Linked DNA regions of Mus musculus: region 2 is linked to region 1. Evidence: chromatin contacts called from public Hi-C data. All regions are on one chromosome and are shown on one strand. Each heading gives the region's core, a stretch centred on a gene start, on an enhancer-like site or on the middle of the called end of the contact. The rest is flanking DNA. Distances are from core to core; before and after follow the strand shown.

Evidence for each region. A called contact is a pair of places that touch in the nucleus more often than the background predicts.
Region 2: a Hi-C map of cerebral cortex shows a contact between it and region 1, with 10 read pairs. The contact joins the enhancer-like site here to the promoter of Sparcl1 in region 1. A contact is called at or near these places in 3 of 39 promoter capture datasets (the 3T3-L1 cell line and 3T3-L1-derived adipocytes), 7 of 484 Hi-C or Micro-C datasets (astrocytes, cerebral cortex, cortical neurons and 4 more), 2 of 115 datasets of contacts at active chromatin or transcription factors (cardiomyocytes and embryonic stem cells) and 2 of 9 other capture datasets (adipose tissue and pancreatic islet).

What each region holds. Positions count from the first base shown.
Region 1 is chr5:104,112,750-104,115,537 of GRCm38.p6, forward strand. It overlaps Sparcl1 (SPARC-like 1), which reads right to left and starts at 1,339. Exons shown (of 11, transcript NM_010097.4): 1 at 628-1,339. It overlaps LOC330143 (a long non-coding RNA gene), which reads left to right. Exons shown (of 3, transcript XR_003955771.1): 3 at 1-2,788.
Region 2 is chr5:104,218,078-104,220,865 of GRCm38.p6, forward strand. No RefSeq gene overlaps it. Among named protein-coding and RNA genes, the nearest start is that of Dmp1, 17 kb to the left of the region's middle. Within about 2 kb of position 1,439, at least 9 of the 459 cell types and tissues checked have an H3K27ac peak or open chromatin away from gene starts, as enhancers often do.

The sequences.
Region 1 (2,788 bases), core at 89-2,588:
GTGCTGTATTGGGGAAGGTGCAGATGGGAGGACCTTCTCAAAGACAGCACAGTTGTTAGCCCTGACTTCTCCTTTAGCATTGTGTTTTTCTAGAGAGGATGTAATGAGGAACCGGGCATATTCCCTGTCCCCTTGTCACCTCTTAACAAATGATAGGTAGCAGGAGGAGAGAGATCTGTGAAAACTGTGAGGGAAAGGATAATATGAAAGTAACCGAAGAAGAATGTACTGTTAGAGATATTTCCTAACTGAAAAACAAACAAACAAACAAACAAAGCATTCTACTTCTACACAGCTGTCAGGCCCATGACAGTGACAGATACAGTTAGGTAATTTAAACATGGCAAACACACATTTTTTAAAATTTTGAAATCTATACTTCTGGTTTGGCCATTACGAAAACTATGGTTTATTAGTGCTCGACATTTAATTTTGTAGGAGGAAAAGAGACATGGCCACACAAAGTAAAATTCTCCTTTTTCCTTCATATAAATCACTCCAAATGGGATTATAAAAATAAACACATGGCTTTGAATTATTTAAGCAGAATCATCAAGCAGTCTTTTTAGATCAGGGAAGTCAGTTTAACGCATGCAGTTGGGCAATATAAGCAAATTTAACATTTACCTGCGGAGAGGTGGCTGGATCCAGAGCCTTGGTAGCTTGAAGCCGAAGTTGAGTCCCCTCCTTGCACACAGCCAGGAGGTAAAAGTTTGACAAATGCCCAAGAGGAGCTAGCTCTTCCACCCCCCTCCCTCGTCAGCTTGGCTGCTTTGCCTAGAAGCACATTCACGTTTATTGGAGTTGAAATTCTGCTGCTCTGTCAGCCAGTCAGGGTCTGAAGTGACAGATGAGAATTTGGAGGTTGGCACCACAGGGTGTTTCAGGCTGTCATGGTTTCTGTTGCAGATTCCTGGATCTCGCTCCCTCCGTGCTGCTGAGCTTTGCAGCAGAGCAGACCCAGAGGGAGAGAGCTAATTCTGCAGCATGCATGGAGTGAACGGCCCTCCCCTAGCCTCTCCTCCTCATAGGCTCCTAACTTGGCCAGAGTGTAAGCATTTGGCTCTTCATGCAATTTTTTTTTTTCAAACAACTCTGAGAGATCGTATGATTGGGATCCCTTGGGGCTTGTGACTCTGAGACACTGCAGAGAGGCTTCACACTCTTGTTTATTCCTAGGGCGACTGCAAAGCCAGGGTGAAAGGACAGAAGGATCACTGCAGCAGATGCGTTTTTATATTGCTCGATTGGAAGCTGTCCTCATGACCGCAGTCTGAACGTTAACAGAGAACCGTTCCGGCTGCTTTAACCGTCCTACTCGTAAGCAGCTCTGGAAAATGAAGTTGCTGCTCTTTAGAGCATGCTGATTTAGAGAAGCTGTGATTCATAGCCTGCTCTTGCCCAGCCCAGTCAGTCATCCTCTGTAAGCCTATGATGGCACCGGGCTGTACAAGAAGAGGTCTTCCTGTGTGCTTATTTCTGACTTTGCACTGTGGCATTCATCTATCAAGGCATGTAAATATTTATTTATTTATTTATTTATTTATTTATTTATTTACCTGGCCCCGAGCTAATCTGGAACCCACAGAGATCCGTCTGCCTCTGCCTCCTGGGTACTAAGTTTAGAGGAGCAGCAGTAGGCCTGGCTCTGCTTCTGTATATGTATGTGTGTAATCATTTCAATGGTTGTGTCTGTATTTATTGCACATTTATCGTGTGTCGGACCCTGCGCTAACAGCTTTCAATGCATCGTGTTCGTGGAGTCTGACAAGTCTTTGGAGGTTTTACTACGTTCCCATTTTAAAGATAGTACAGAGTAATGTTAACTGTACAGGATTTAAGGACAGGCAGCTTGGATTTTCTTCTTGACTTTCCCACACCCTAACTGTACACCCAGGAGCTAGTAATAACCTCTCTCAGCATCTGCTTTCTTATTTATAAAATGAGGCTACAGATATAGGAGGAGTGATTATAAGGTCTATCACAGGCAATTGTTCTGAGTTTCAATAATTTGATGCAAACCAACTGCATAAAACTCCTGCCATGTAGTAGACACTCAACAAATGTTAACTATTTTGGTTTATGTCAGACGACAGCAACGTTCGCTTTCTCCCGGGTCTCTAACTGTAATAGCAAGGTGGTACTCTCCTTGCCTCCCGCCTGTGTTAGCCAACTGAGCAGGCATTTCGCTGAGGAAGAGATACTGCCCCCCCACCCCCTTCTCCAGGTGACTAGCCCAAATGCTTCTGATACTATACACTCTCCACTAACACTGGATGAGAAGTTGTTATTTAACGTAATTTAGGCTCTCTGAGTGTGTGACAAAGTCAACAGGCAACCAGACTGATAAAAGCAAAAGCCAAGTGAAGCAAATAAAAACCCTGAGCTATACAAGTTTGCAGACGTGCCTCAGCCGGTTCGCTCTACGGACCCCAGAACATTCGTCGCACTGATTTTCAGAATGAGAAAGGTAACAGAACTTATCTCTGTCGTGCAGCAGGGAAGTCTGGGAGCAGAGGAAGCCGGGCAGTGAGCCAGAGCCCTTCCAGCTGGGAAGGGCGCACGTGTCTGGGATCAGGATTATAGAAAGGGCCGAGGATGTGACGTCTTGAAGCCTCAGACAATGGGATGTTTTTTCCTCAGCTCAGGTTTGGAGTGTGAGCAGCTCCTCTGAGGAAGGGACAAGGGTTTGTTTCTTCCAGGGCCTCTGCACACATCTGCACGCTTCTCTCTGGTCTTAGCAGCATAGAGGATGCTGGCGCCATTCTGCGATGGTGTCCCGAGGGAT
Region 2 (2,788 bases), core at 189-2,688, 110 kb after region 1:
GGGGCGCTGTTGAGAGTTTCCCTTTGGGAATAGAGCGTGCTTACTTTGCTTTTCAAATAGGAAATAATCACGTGAGCCATGCAGGAAATGGCGGCCCACTCACCGGGATGCAGAAGGTTCCTGATGTCATTTACCCAGCAGCAGACACAGTTTGGCCTCTTGGCTATGCTCTGAAAACATGGACAGTTTTCATAGTCGCAGTCAGAGTCATTTTTACGTGTTTATCAATATACATGTCTTCTCCTGTTTTATAGTTTTCACATCCCCACAAATTACCCAAATGATCTTTTCATCTTTCTTCTTTTCCCTTAACAATATTAGTGGTGAAGCTGCAAACATTTTTGTGCTAATATCATTTTGCTGATTGCCAACCTTAGATGCTCTGTTCTGAATTAACTAAGCAAGAAGAGCACCCCTAATCCAAAATCCATCAAGATCCCTTACAGTTATTCTTCTCGCCAGTCTGGGTGGAGAAACAATCACACAGGATCTGGAGTATCTTCTACGCAAAGTACGTTTAACTAAGCTAGGTTTTTTGGCTTGATGCTGATAATTTGGTGCTACCATGTGAGAGCAAAAAACGCAGCTCACTCAAAGACGACACAACAATTCCTAAATTGCAGCCTTTCCAGAGTTCAGTGTAGAGTTACAAGTTAACAATATCATTATGATTTTAAAAGATGAACATTATCATTATATGTAATTGGAACCAACCTCCCTCCCTCCATCCCTCCTTCCATCCCTCCCTTTTCCCCTCCCTTCTTTCTTTCCTTCCTCCCTCTCCCAGGTTTGCTTCAAGTTCACTGTGCAGCTCAGGATGACCTCTAACTGTAGACCATTCTCAGACTGCCAAGTAGTGGGATTACCTATGTACACCACCATACCCAAATCTTTATTTCTTTTTTTAAAAAGTATGATTCTTCATAAATCTTCCATTCCTGAAGCTAACGTTTGAATGAAAATGACCCAATGGTGTAATTTCTACAATCTCCAGAAGATGGCAGCATTGCCTGCTGTTGTAGCCTCTGAACATCCGGACCCCTTCACCCCCATCCCTGAGGATCACGGGATCCAGAGCACAGGAGGTTCTTATATTGGAAGGTCCTGGTCCTTTATCTGTCACCAATAACTTTATATATTCCCGTGCATGCTGTCACAATCTCTGTGAGTTCATATGTGTGTCAGGCTGATATGTGAGGAAGACACCATTTCCATCGCCTCTGCCTCTCAGTCCTTCTGCCTCCTCTACTGTACGTAGCAAAAATCAATAATTAAAAAAAAAAAGTTAAATAAACGAACACCCCGCATCAACTCTCCTTTGCAAGTGTCCACTTTATTATCGAAAAAGCTCCCACTGTTTAAACTAAAGTCTGGTGTTTTCATCCTCTGAGTCGTTTTACCTGCCTGTGAGTAGATGAGGGCTTAGGATACACCAGCCCTAAATTTGCCGTTCAGATGACGCCGCTGCATCAACTGTGTGGGGATAATGCTCACTCTGCTCTCACCTGTCTCTTGAGAGCAGAAGAAAAAGTTCATATGTAAAAGATGCCCTTGCCAAAAGGAAAGGGTAGTGCTTATCGAGGGAAGCAGGAGGAAATGCCTTTGACATTAACCTCATTTTCATTGTTACTTCTCTACCTGGATAGCTGCCCTCCTCGAGCCCCCTTGCCTTGTTCTGTCCCCTCGACTTTCTACTCTGTGCAATTCAGTGTTTGTGTTCAACTCCATACCTCCGGATCTTCACTCCCCTGCTAGGTTCTCAGGTCTGGCTGAAAAACCCAAGTATAGAGATAAAGTTTTGCTTTCCTCACAGAGGCACACAACATAGAGACAGGAAGCAAGAAGCACGATTAGGAGGTTGCCATGGTGTGTTAGTTAGGACTCTTTAAGCGATGGAAAGAATTTAAAAAGTAAATTATCGCGGGGCGTGGTGGCGCACGCCTTTAATCCCAGCACTTGGGAGGCAGAGGCAGGCAGGTTTCTGAGTTCGAGGCCAGCCTGGTCTACAGAGTGAGTTCCAGGACAGCCAGGGCTACACAGAGAAACCCTGTCTCGAAAAACCAAAAAATAAAAAAATTTTAAAAAGTAACTTATCATAAGGAAACTAGAATGAAATACAAGAAGCCCAAGGAGGGAGACATCACTGGAGCTCTGCTTCCTGCTCCCAGAGCTCCGCCTCCTGCTCCCAGAGCTCCGCCTCCTGCTCCCAGAGCTCCACCTCCTGCTCCCGGAGCTCTGCCTCCTGCTCTGGGTCTGTCCTCTACCTTTTGTATGCTTCTCTCCTCTTCCTCAGCCACAGGCATTTCCTACTTTTGTTGACATGTATGGAGAGAAGCATGGCTACCAACATCCAGACACAACATATCCACCAACACAGATGATTTCGGTTTTCGTCAGGTCTAGGGAAAGATTTTGCCTTGCCTAACTCGGACCGACCCAATGTTATCAGTGGGACAAGATCCAGTAACTTAAAATGGGTCTATTGAGCACACACTTAGAAAAAGGCAGTTTCCAGATGTGAGTTGGGGTGCATAGATCCAAGAACGTGTCTAATCCACATCAGGACCTAGACAGAAGCCATAGCGTGTGATTCCATTGTGACATGGTGACTTGGTGTGGCAGTGATAAGGTGATTGGTGTAATGGTGACACAGTATCAAGCTGGTGTGGTGTCAAGGTTCCATGGTGTGTCAGTGTTAAGGTGTACGGTGACATGGTAACATGGTGTCATGGTAACATGGTGACATGCTGTCATGGTGACATGTTGTCATGGTGTCATAGCAACATGG